Regions from separate parts of the Mus musculus genome. Here regions 1, 2 and 3 are each linked to region 4. The links are chromatin contacts, called in public Micro-C and promoter capture Hi-C maps. All regions are on one chromosome and are shown on one strand. The core of a region is the stretch at or near the end of the contact, and the rest is flanking DNA. Distances in the headings are between cores, read along the strand shown.

What was found. Promoter capture Hi-C pulls out the DNA fragments that hold promoters and counts their contacts. A called contact is a pair of places that touch in the nucleus more often than the background predicts.
Region 1: a Micro-C map of embryonic stem cells shows a contact between it and region 4, with 20 times the contacts expected there. The contact joins the promoter of Skida1 here to the promoter of Lmx1b in region 4. A contact is called at or near these places in 1 of 39 promoter capture datasets (embryonic stem cells) and 4 of 484 Hi-C or Micro-C datasets (all in embryonic stem cells).
Region 2: a Micro-C map of embryonic stem cells shows a contact between it and region 4, with 27 times the contacts expected there. The contact joins the promoter of Spag6 here to the promoter of Lmx1b in region 4. A contact is called at or near these places in 4 of 484 Hi-C or Micro-C datasets (all in embryonic stem cells) and 1 of 115 datasets of contacts at active chromatin or transcription factors (embryonic stem cells).
Region 3: a contact with region 4 is called in a promoter capture Hi-C map of embryonic stem cells, with 5 read pairs. The contact joins the promoter of Bmi1 here to the promoter of Lmx1b in region 4. A contact is called at or near these places in 1 of 39 promoter capture datasets (embryonic stem cells) and 1 of 484 Hi-C or Micro-C datasets (embryonic stem cells).

The regions. Positions count from the first base shown.
Region 1 is chr2:18,047,158-18,050,107 of GRCm38.p6, forward strand. It overlaps Skida1 (SKI/DACH domain containing 1), which reads right to left and starts at 1,292. Exons shown (of 1, transcript NM_028317.3): 1 at 1-1,292. The coding sequence starts at 1,182.
Region 2 is chr2:18,697,714-18,700,814 of GRCm38.p6, forward strand. It overlaps Spag6 (sperm associated antigen 6), which reads left to right and starts at 1,309. Exons shown (of 11, transcript NM_001001334.2): 1 at 1,309-1,381; 2 at 1,455-1,550. The coding sequence starts at 1,357.
Region 3 is chr2:18,675,431-18,678,616 of GRCm38.p6, forward strand. Bmi1 (Bmi1 polycomb ring finger oncogene) reads left to right here and starts at 1,588. Exons shown (of 10, transcript NM_007552.4): 1 at 1,588-2,039. Commd3 (COMM domain containing 3) reads left to right here. Exons shown (of 8, transcript NM_147778.4): 8 at 437-801. The coding sequence ends at 496.
Region 4 is chr2:33,639,788-33,642,533 of GRCm38.p6, forward strand. It overlaps Lmx1b (LIM homeobox transcription factor 1 beta), which reads right to left and starts at 1,311. Exons shown (of 8, transcript NM_010725.3): 1 at 655-1,311. The coding sequence starts at 811. Gm39790 (a long non-coding RNA gene) reads left to right here. Exons shown (of 3, transcript XR_866136.3): 1 at 1-160; 2 at 283-443; 3 at 592-684. It overlaps C130021I20Rik (Riken cDNA C130021I20 gene), which reads left to right and starts at 1,406. Exons shown (of 3, transcript NR_046275.1): 1 at 1,406-1,557; 2 at 1,689-1,814; 3 at 2,340-2,746.

The DNA of each region.
Region 1 (2,950 bases), core at 42-2,541, about 16 Mb before region 4:
GCCAAAATCCGAGTCATTGGCTGCATGGTCGGAGTAGGAGCTGGACTCGGAGTCGCTGCTACAACTCTCGGGAAAGCTTCCTAGATGGGGTTGCGGCCGGTGGTGATGAGAGGGGTGGTGACTCGGCGTTGGCTGCTGGGCTCGGTGGTGATGGTGATGATGATGGTGGTGATGGTGATGGTGGTGGTGGGGAGGCGGGCAGAAGCTGTTGACCAGATGAAACCTCTCCAAGCAAGTGGCCCCGGCCGCCGCCGCCGCAGCAGCAGCCGCCGCTGCTGCCGCCGCCGCCGCCTTGGCTTTGTAGGATCTGGGCAGCAGCAGCAGGCGCCGGGCTCCGGCGTGAGGCGGGAGCAGGCAGTTCTTGGCGCCCCCGCGCTTGCGCTTGCAGCGGTAAGTCAGGCTCACTGGGCCTCCCGCGCCGGTCGCCGCCTTGGGCTGAGGCCCGGCAGTCTGGTAGTAGGCGGCGGCGGCGGCGGCAGCAGCAGCGGCGGCGGCGGCGGCGGCGGCTGCAGCCGGGTGCTTGCTGCACAGCAGGCTCCGAAAATAAGCGGGGTCCGAGTGGAAGGCGACGTAGTTTCCCTGGAGCTGGGCAGTTTCATAGTTTAAAGAGGATTTGCAAGGCGAGCGAACGATCTCCGGGTAGTGGGAGCCCGGGTATTTGCTAAAAATCTGAGGTAGATGGGCGGCGGGGCGCGCGGCGGCGGCGCCCGGACGCTGGGACTGCGCGCTGATTGGCAGGGGCCGCGCGGCTCCGCTCAGGCCCCGCCAAAGTTGGTGCTTGTCCTTCCAAAAAGCCGGGCGGGGGCTGGCGGCGGCGGCGCGCTCTGGCGGCGGCGCCTTTGTGGCCAGGGCCCGACCGACTCTCCTTCGCTTGGTCTTGAGCACACGCTCGGTTTTGCAGGATGTGTAGAGCGCTTCTACGTCTTCCCGGGAGATGAGCGTGCATTTGGCCGCGTGGAAGGCGATACTGTTGATTGCTTTGAGTTTCCGCAACTCCTCCAGATCGCAGTGGTGCTTTTTCACTTTCAGATGATCCATGCGCTTGTGCACGGTCGTCCTCGGGATGTTTTTCAGCAGATCTGTGAAGACTTGGGAGAGAGCAAACATTTGCTTCCCTTTAATGATGAGGTAGCCGAGCCTCACGCCATCCACCTCTTCGAAACCTGACTTCAGGTCTCCCATCTCGGGCACTAAATGATCCCCACCATTTGCAGTAAATATATACGTGACGCATACATACACATGTATGTATGTTAATCCTCCGCCAGATGCTGCGTGTGTCTCAAGGCATCCTGCTAATAAAATAACAAAGACTGTTATTCCCGGCGAAGGGAGTGCCAAACTCTAGGCGAATTACTGGGGGGTTGGGGGGGGGGAAGAAAAACCCCAAGAAATTACACTGACTTGATTCTCGCTTTTTTTTTTTTTTTTTTTTTTTTTGGTTTTCGTTTTTTTAAAAAAGAGGGAAAAGACCATCCGGTTTCAGCTCTGCCAGTGTGTTGGTCTGAGTCCTCGATGCGGATCAGTACCTGGGCCCCGCTACTCCTTCCTTCTCCATTGGAGCACTATGATAATGGAATGTGAAGGGAGAAAGAGAAAAGAAATGCAGCTGCTATTCCCGCCGCTGCTTTAGCTACAAATAAAATGACAGAGTGAAGTGAGCTCGTCCGGAGACACCTTCATCAATTAATTCCCCTAAAGCCAACGCTGATTGGACACTCCTGACAGGTGATGCAATAAAAATTGATATTCCACCCCTTCCCCCCAAAATCTCCTACTAATTAGCATACCCTTATACTGCCACCTCCCCTCCCAAAGTAAATAATACAGCCGGTATATAAATCTTTCCATTAAACTATCGGAGCTCAGAAACAGCCTGACTCACAGACTTCATCAGAAGCAGTGTATGTACGAGAGAGAGAGAGAGAGAGAGAGAGAGAGAGAGAGAGAGAGAGAGAGAGAGAGAGAGAGAGAACCGTATATTCCCCTTTAAAGAAATACTGCCTATTTTTGCTTTATTTGCATTTTACCGATACAGCTATTATCGTTTCAAAGGAAAGCATTTAAAAAACATTATCAAGCTCAAATAGATATACCCCACCCTTCTTTTCTTTGGAAAATGAAGCTTAAGGGAAAACGTGCAGAATAGCCTGGTATTTCCCTTCTGGGAGTGGAGGAGACTGGCTGGGAGCTCTAAAGTTAAACCCTGAGGTGACCCAGCCCAGTACAGACTTACGTTGGCAATTTCTCTCGAGTCCCCCCACCCCCCATGCCTTTTACAACCAGAAACAAAGTTATTTGACCAAGAAAGCAGTTCGAGGCTCCACCTCAGGAACATGTAACAATTCAATTGGATTTCGCTTCTTTGCTGAGGAGTGGGGCAGGGGGAAGGTAGTTTCTCGTCAGGCCCATAACAAAGCACAGATAAGCCAGAGATGAGTACACTTTTCACCATTAACTAGCCTGGAGTAGAGGTGAGGTCATTCTAGAGTGCCCAGCACCGGCCTGAGCTGGAAGCTTGTCCACAGGTCCGAATTCCAGGGAGCAGATACTTCCTTCTGCAGCAAAGGGAAGGAAAGGGACGGCTCCCCAAGGTGATCCCAGAAGTTTTACATAAAAACAATGAAAAGAAAGTGCTGCTCTATGGCGCAGCGGACCATTTCAGTGGTTGGTGATGGTTTGACTGGAGGGTTAGAGGACTCTTCCACGGCTCCCATGTTTCCCCTGTGAAAGCCAGACATTTGTCTTAAGAAAAATCACTTTGGATGAAGATCAGTCTGCTTTAACCTCTTCTTAGTCACTAGCATGGTTTGCTGTCGTTTTCAAGGATATCCAAAATATTGCCAAGTGAGAGGAAGGGTCTTTCCACTTGCATTTGTAGGATCTCAGATGGGTGGTTGGCTGCTTTGCAAAATTCAGCAAAATCTTCTGCATTTGTAACTCCAGCATA
Region 2 (3,101 bases), core at 59-2,558, about 15 Mb before region 4:
GTTTTTGTTTTTGTTTTTTTAAGTCTTCAAAATGCTACAGGGAACTGAAAATAAATTAAGTACACTCCATTAGCAATTTTAATAATTCACTCCGGGTTTCCCTCTATATCTGTACCTGGGAGTCCTGTTGGGGAGAATGTAGAAGACCACTGTGAAACTTACAGAGTTAAGTAAAAGGATGTGTCTCTGACTGCTGACCTGCAGAAGCCAAAGGCTGTCCCAGGGTGTGAAGAGGACTAGACACACTAGTCCCAGCCTTCTAGGACTCCAGGGAATACCAAGGCTTCTTCAGAGAGCTCCTATCAGGAGTTAAAAGTGACTGTAGTAGAAGATTCCAAGTATGAAAACCAGAGATGTGTGTGCGTCCTCTTGGTGATAGCAAAGATTTCCGGTCTGCCACGATTAGGCAGCAGCTGTGGCTAGTTGTCCATTTGACACCTGGTGAAATGGTAGTTTCAGAGAGAGAAATATTTAAAATTGACACCTGTCACTGAAACATTTGGTGCAGAATTTTAAGAGAGGAGCTAGAACTAACGGTAAACTGTAGTGCTTAAATTTGATGAAAAAGAAAGGCTGCGGAGCTCCATTTATGTGAGCTGGTCTTTTCAGATAAAAAGAAATGTCTCTTTTGGAAATGTCACCGAGCAACAAAATAAGGCCCGAATTTAAAAGAAATTATTTTTTAGAAGTCATATTGAAATATAGAGACAGCAAACTTGGTAGTCATTAGAAAAACCTGCAAGATGGATATTTATCATATTATTTTCTTTTCTGCTTTTCCACAGACTCTCTAAGTGTCCTTAATTGTTGTTAATATATCGTAATTCAGTGTATGGACACGATTGCTGTGACTCTCCAGGAATTCGGAAATCAGAAGTGCCAGGTAAGGAAGAGAGGCATTAAGAGCAACACGGAGTAATGTGTTGCCAGTGTTGCTTTGATCCGGGGACACGCCGGGCCAACGCGTCTATCTGCCTGACGCCTGGTCCCCGAGCGCACCCCTTCTCTCCAGCCCCTAGCCCGCTCGCGCTGCAGTCGCGCTGCAGTCGGGAAAACCCTGCCTCGTGGATGGGTCGGCATAGACCAAGTCCTCCCGGGAGACTCTGGCGCCCTGTGCACCGCCTACAGGGAAGTGACAACCGACGGACTGTCTCGAGCAACACTGGAGTCCCAGCTTATCAGGTCGTCCCTCCACCACTCCATCGACCATTGTGATGTCATGCCTGGGACTTAACTGTTGCGACAGGACGGCTGCGTTCCGATTCCGACTGGTTGCCCAGGAGTGTGGGTACACAGAGCAGTCCCGAGGGACGTTGAGGGGTCGCGGCGAGCGGACCCGACACGCGCCGCGGCACCATGAGCCAGCGGCAGGTGCTGCAAGGTAGGAGCCTTGGGAAGGCGCCCCGACGGGTTGGCTCCTAGGGTGGGCTACTCCACTTCGCCTCTCTCTGCAGTGTTCGAGCTGTACCAGAACGCCCGGACCCGGTTTGTGCAGATGGTGGCGGAGCAGGCGACCAAACCCCAGAACATCGAGACACTGCAGAATGCGGGTGAGCCTTCACAGCTCATGGGACCCTGGTCCCACACCTCATCCCGAATCCATCTTCCTCCTTCATCGCCTTGGCCTCATCCTTCATCCCGCACTTCATCCTCACACCACCCAGCGCCCCAGCCTCCCTTGGTCCCCGGTCCTCTTTCTTTCCCAGCTGCCCACATTGTCTTTATGCTCCCTTATTAGCTCAGCTTTTGGGGAGCCGAGGAAGTAGGCTAAAGTGGTGCCAAGTTCCGCCGGACTCCCTCCCCTCCGCGGTATCTTGTGGGTGAGGCAGTGGAGGAGGCCTGGTATTATTTCCATCTTCGTTGCAATCGGCCTGCCATATGAACTGCCAGAAGTCGTTTTCCTGGATGGGAACGTACCCTAACCAGACCTAGTCTATCCCTCTCTTGTCACTCCTAGATCACATTCACTTCCTAGAAGCAAAGAAATCCCAGGCTGATTTCACTGGTCTCCTCTAGGCATTAATGGAGTAAGAGTAGTATGCTTGAAATTTTTTCCAGGACATTCGAAGCAGGCAAAACGGACCTGGTTTTGTGAATCTTACAGGGCATCCTTTTCCCACCCCTTAGTCTGAAAGGAAGGAGGGGAAAGAGGAGAGGTCACAGTTAGTGAAATCCATCTTTGTTCCACCACCACTAGTGAGTGTGTGTGTGTTTCTGAAGAGACAACACTGATGGGGCACCAAACACAGACCACAGAAAGGATTCCATCCAAATCTAGTTTGGAGAACCAATGAGTTTAGCATTACTAACAGGAACCAGTGTAATCTACCATTGACTACACCACTGAAAATACCTTCCCCATCACCTTAGTCACTTAGACATCCTGGAAAAGGTCCGTACTTCATAAGCCTCTGCTCTAAATGTCTTTGTCTGTAGTCACCTTATGATTTGAGGCTGAAAGACAGAGAGGCAGAGGGACACACACACACACACACACACACACACACACACACACACGAAGGGGCCTCCAGCATCGCCCAGAAGACAGCTTTCCACAAAAGCCTCTGACTGAACTGTAAGCTTGATGCCACTTACTAGGTCTTAAGAAAACCTCAGTTTACAGGATGAGATCTAATTTAAAACTAGTTTAAATGAACACATCATTAAAATAAACTAAGAACACATTGCCATGGTCACAGCACCTAGACAGCGCTTACTTCTGGCTTTCTTTGAGGAAACACCTTCTCTTGATCAGATTCTCTGTTTCCTCACTGAATTTTACTGTTTATCCCTTAGGTGTTATCTCTGGTTGTGAAGGGGAGCCATTTATAATAAAGTATGTTTTCAATATTTAAGTAAGTGTAAACATTACATGTAAATTTACAATAATTGTAAATTTGGGCTCTGCCAGTGCCATCTTTTAAAACTTTAGAACAGATTCCAGGGAGGATACTGTGGCAGAAATTCTTTGATCCTAGTTTCCATCTTTTCAGTTTTGTTTCAGGCTATATAAACTTTTGTCTCTAGAACCTATGCCATAGTCAAGATTCTTTATGACAACGATCTCTTGCATTTTTCCTTTAAATTTTAAATGAGCGTGC
Region 3 (3,186 bases), core at 338-2,837, about 15 Mb before region 4:
TTAAAGTCTTCGTTGATTGATGGATATGCTAACGAATTTCTTACCAATTAAATAAAATGAAGATCATTCCTGAAAATTTGAATGAAATTAAATGTTCCAAAGACATCTGTAGTCACTTTAGAGTAAATATTAGCGAAACTTTAAACAGAAAATGTGTGTGAATCATAACCTTCCTTAGAGAAGTTGAGAGATAATTTAGATATTCTCAGCCTGCAAAAATTCTGTTAGAAATTCCCTTTTAACTAGAACTTGAATACCTGATTGGAGGACCAGATCCAGCAGAAGAAGCGCTTCTTTTCCAAAGGGCTTTGCGAGCTGTTGAGCTCCCGTGGACTCCTTAGGTGTTCTTCCTTCCGACTGTGTTCTTGCAGCTGCTTCAGAGTTGCTGCTTCCTCACTTGTATGCCCAAGTTGTGACATGATTGTACATCTTTTAGGACTTGGTGGGGAAACTTAAGGATGCTTCAAAAAGCCTGGAAAGAGCAACTCAGTTGTAATTTGGGGAGGCTGATGACCCCAGGAGCCTAGAGGAAAACCAGACGCGCCTTGTCTCCTGCTGGACCATCGTTCGCGCGAGCTGGATGTCATTTTCAGTGGAAAAAGAGCTAGCACCCTTTTGAAGTGATGCCAACCATCAATTTTGACACTTTTTTTACACATGTGAAATGGTTAAGAGGGAGACTCTTAAGCATCTGGATTTTCAGTATTACTCTTGCGTTCCTTCTATCTTGAGCGTCTTCAAGCCCTATTAAAGTATCGTACCCTGAATAAATACGGTGGTATTCCCACAAGAAGGGCGGCATTCTGTTTGGAGTTTGTGTGTGACTTTGACGACTGAGTGTGCCAAGCACATCTGCCCTGCGTGGGCTCGGACGCCTGCCTTGCCCCAGGTTAAGTGTTTCGGGAAAGGTGTGCGGCCGGGCCGTGCTCGCTGCCCGGCCCGCCCGTTACCTGCGCCCGGCCCGCCCGACCCCGCGAGCGGAGCCAGCCCGGCCGCTGCCCGCGCGCGCCTCTTCCCGGCCGCCAGCGGGCGGGGCGGCCGCTGTTGTTTCCGCGGGCCCGATCCGGCGCAGGTTCGGCAGGGCCGAGCCGGGGCAGCGGCCGGGCGCCCCCGGCGGCGGGCCCCGCGGACGTGTGCGCCAGAAGCAGGAGACATGGTGGGGGGCGGGGCGGCGTGCGGGGCCGAGCGGGCCGCGCCGGGAGAGCGGCGTGTGGCGCTGTGGAGAAATGCCTCCGTCGCGGCCCCGGCGCGCTGCGCGGGGAGGGGAGGGGGCTGGGCGCGCGGCTCGCGGCGCGCTGCGAGGGGAGGGGGCGGCCACGGGCCCGACTACACCGACACTAATTCCCAGGCCGCCCTTAAGGAATGAGGGGAGCACGTGACCCGGCGGGGGGCGGGGGAGGGGGCGGGCGGACTCCGAGCCATTTTGGAGCCGGTGTCAGTTTCCACTCTGCCTTCAGCCGTGCATTTTTTTCCACCCTCCCCTCCCCCTCCTGGTCCTCCCTCCCCTCCCCCGCCACCCGGCCCGCAAGCACACTCGGCGCCCCCCGCCCGCCCGCCAGCCCGCCTCCCCCACGCGAGTCTGAAATCATAATCGTAGTATTAAAGGCAGAGATCGGGAGAGACAATGGGGAGGTTGGCGAGGGAGCCCCGCGCAGGCTTAGCAACACCTCCCGGCCCCGCAGAATAATACGGCTCGGCCCCTCTGCGCGCCCTCCCCCGAGCGCGGCCGGGAGGCGGCGGCTGCGCCGAGGAGGAGGAGAGGCCCCGAGGAGGCGGCGGCGGAGGCCGCGCGGAGGCGGAGGAGGCCGCGCGGGAGGAGGAGGCCGCAGCGCGCGAGCAGGAGGCCGGCGGGGGAGCGGCATGAGCGGAGCGCGGCGGCCGTGGCTGCTCTCGGCCGCGCTCGGTGCCCATTGACAGCGGCGGCGGCGGCTCGCTCCAAGATGGCCGCTTGGCTCGCATTCATTTTATGCTGAACGACTTTTAACTTTCATTGTCTTTTCCGCCCGCTCAGATCGCCTCGCGCCGGCCGCTCTTTCCGGGTACGTAGGAGGCGAGGCGCCGACGGGCCGTGGCCGGGGACTGGTGGGGGTCGGGGCGGCGTGGAGGGGGGGGGGCGGAGGCGCTGACAGCGTGGGCAACCGGCCCGCGCCCCGCGCCCGCGCCCGCGCGCCCGCCGCCTCCCGCGGCGCCGGACGCCCCGCAGCCCGCACCAGCGCCGCCTGACCGCGCTCCAGCCGCTCCGGCCGCCGCCCGCGCCCGGCCGCGCCGCGCCGCCCCACGTTTTAGTTCCCCGCTCCCCCGAGCGCCCCTCGGCACCCTCGCGCCGCACATGGTCCCCGAGAGCGGCACTTGTGTCTCCAGCCTGCGCGGCTCCCGCGGCCGCTGCGCCCTTTGTTGAGAGGTAGACTTTGCTGAAACGGGGACGGGATCCCGAGATCGGGCGCTGCCTGGGTCCAGTGGCTTCCCTCCTCTCCCGAAGAAAGGGCTCTGGAGGTCTTTGAACCTCCAGGGAACGCCCCCATTTTATAGGGATGGGTACTGTGGGGAACAGCGATCCCGACGAGGTGGGTGTTAGGCTGGGGGGAGCCCCGACAAAAATGTTATTAACTTAAGTTGGAGGGACACTTGTGTGAAATTGGATGGCTGGTAAGATGGCGGTTCCCAGTTGTTTCCAAGGTCTTGTGCATTTGTGTTGGAAAGGGTAAAGTTTTCAAGGTGGTATTTGTTGGGAGTCGAGGACAGGGGTTCCATACGTACTTGGGGCGAGCTCTCAAGGAGGTGGGCATTTAAAATTTGAGCTTTGTTTTGGAGTGAAGCCGGTGACTGTACGTTAGCCTTGCTGAGCGCCCTTTCTCTCTCCACTCTCACCCCTCCTTTTTTCTTCTTTTCTCTCGAAGACACTACAACTTTCCCCTTTGCTGTGGGATGAGCTGAGACTTAGGTCCATTGCATTTTATAGATTTTGCTAAATGTCAGAATAGGTCATGAAGTAAGGGGATGGATGCTTCGGAGAAGGAGCACTAACGCGTTGATTGCTTATGTTTACGTAGTCATTTGGACTTGACAGCGCTGGAGCATGATCGTTTCCCCAGAGCTTTACAGTTAATAATTGGAAATAAACAAGGAGAGAGACTTTGATCATTCCCAATTGCAATAAAAGGATTTAGTGGGCTTAGTGGTCACGGT
Region 4 (2,746 bases), core at 61-2,560:
CAGCACGCTCCTTTCCGTAAGCTGGGGCGCCGTGAGGCCGAGGGCCTGCAGCCTTGGCTGGGCGCTGCGCTCTCCCCGCTCGCGGAGATCCAGCGGATGGTGTTATTACCAACGAGAAGGAGCTCCGCGCGGGGTGGCCGGCTGGAACCCAACCAGCGAGGTGAGGCCAGGACACTCGCTGGCTGACACGCCCCACGATGCTGTTGGAACCTTCTACCCCAAGAACCGCGGTTGGGATAGACCCGGGGATAGTTTTCTCTTCTAAAAGCTCCCCTTCCCCAGGTGACCTGGCCTCTCTCCCGGGCTCTAAGGAGACAACTTGGTTCTCCAGCATCCCTGCCACCCGCTTCCCACCCCAGCTCAGTCCAGTGTAGCAGCACTAGAACCCAGACCCGGAGAGGACGGTGTGAGTGACGGCTGAGGCTGTTCAGTCCTCTGTCTAGGTGACGTCCCTGAACGTTTTCCCCTCAGGGAGCTCTGTCTCGGTGTGCTTGTTACCCCTCCGGTGGTCATTCCAGGGGTCCGGACCCCCTCCCCACGTCCTGAAAACCTATTTTCTTTATTCTTTGCCCCTCACGCCGGTATCCACAGCGGCACGACGGACAACCCTACCCCCTGACCCGCACTATTCGAGCGTTGCGACCCAGCACTCACCCAGCAGCACCCCCAGGGTGGCGGGCCCGGGGCGAAGGGCGTGCTCCTCCATCTTGATGCCGTCCAACATCTTGATGCCGTCCAACATCTTGGCGCAGTCCGTCTGCCCGCGAGGGAAGCACCTCTCCAGCGACTCGGGACCTGTTGCTATATCCATGGGACGCCCGGCGCGCTGCGGACCCCGCCGGCTGGGCCGCTCACCCTCCGGCCCGTCCGCCCGCTCCGCTGCAGCCGGGGAGGCGCGGCGCCCGCGGGGTCGGGGCCGCCCGCTGCCCCGGGGCGAGCGTGGAGCGGCGGCGCGCTGGCCCCGGGCCCCGGCGTCGTGCGGGAGGGCCCGGGCGGCTGGCAGCCCCGCGCGCCGCTCTCTACCGGCTACTCGCAGCCACGCGCACTCGCTGCTCGCCTGTCACCTGCTTGTCAGCCCCGGGTCCCGGCTGCAGCAGCGGGCGGCACGCGGAGCCGCCCGGAGGAGTAGGAGGAGGCGGCGGCGGCGGCGGCGGGCGGGGGAGGGGGCGGGGGTGCAGGGGCGGCCCCGCGGGCTGGGGGGGCGCGGGCGTCGCAGCAGGGTCCCGGGCGGGGCGCAGCAGGCCGCGGGGCTCCAGGCGCGCTCCCCGCACTACTCCAGTGCCATGGTGCGCCCGAGGAGCCGCTCGGTTTAGAGCTGGGGCTGGCGGCGGAGGGATACTCCGGCCCCGAGCCGCCTCACCCCTCCTCAAACTTCCTGACATTTGAACTCATTGGTGCGCCTCGTATCACTGCGCCGGGATGAGCCGGCTGCTCCACGTCAAATAGTGCCGTCGCCTCCCCCCCTCCCTGCGGGAGGGCTCCCTTAGCCCCCGTCCTGCACCCCGTGCCGCGCCCTGAATCCAGGCGACCATCCTGTCCACCATTGGCAGAAGTTTGGTTAGCCATCGAAACAAATCCTGTGCCCCACCCCTCTTGAAAAATTGATTTGGGAGTTGGGGAAATCAGGCTTTCTTTTTTTTCTTTCTTGCCTTTTTTATTATTAATATTTTTGTTGTTTTTTTTTTAAGCTCCAGCGCTCAGAGGAGTGGCCCCAAGCGAGGCCAGACTGTGAGGACGGCGGGGAACGCAGCGACTTCTCCAGGGGACAGCGCCAGGCGGGAGCGGCTGGCCCAAACCCGGACTCGTAGTCTAAGGTAGGTCGCAGGGTCTGAGTTGGTGTCCCCTCGGGAGGCGGGGCCTGCACCGGACAGCCTGGTGTGCTGAGAGGGCTCCTAGGGTCGAGGGATGGGGAACATCAAATGTAAGCAAGAACCGCTGGCCCCGGACTCGCCAAAGGGAACCCTGACCTGGGGAGGGGGTGTAAGGGCTGTAGTTTGAGTAAGTAGTCCCAAAAAGCCCAGGCCTGGCAGAAATAGGGCGGGGGAATGAGTTGAGGGGGCTCTCATAGCCAGAATGGGAGATCTTGGGTGAAAGAGGACGGTCAGGCCCGGGTTGAGACCAAGAGAGTGTTAAGAGGGTCAACAGGGCTCGGAAAGATATCTTGTTCCCGGCCGGGGTCAGTGGGCGAAGGCTGGGCCTCCCAAGGCTTGGAGTATGAGGGGCAGGTAAGAAGTGGTGTCCTCAAGATCTAGGGGTGGAGGCCTGGAACGGCATGGGTACAGTCGTTCTAAGGAAATCTGTGTGACCTCTGAAATCGGTGCCCTTTCATTGTGGCTAAGGGACCTGGCCAGGGTTAGAGACTGAGCGCTGGCCACCCTTGGCAAAGTGGGCCTCGACAGCGGGCAACGCAAGGCCAGCGGCACGCAGCTGGAGACTCCTGGGTGCATCCGGCCAGACATCCGCGAGAAAACTAGAAGACGTCGCATCGGGAAACAGGGTACCTTCGGCCCCACCACTCCCGCGCGGGTTTCGTCCTGGAATAGCAGGAGGGATGGTGCGGTCCCAGGGCAGGAGTTAACAGCCCCTGCGAGCTGCTGCTGGGCGGCCCTGGCCCCTCCGGCTGTGGAGCAGCGGCGCGAAGCCGGGAGGGGATGGAGGGCTCGGAGGGCGGGTCCCCTGACCCCGCTAGAGGCGAGAGGGCGGATCAGATTTGGAGCCTGAGGGAGGCTTGGTCAGAAGTGGCCCC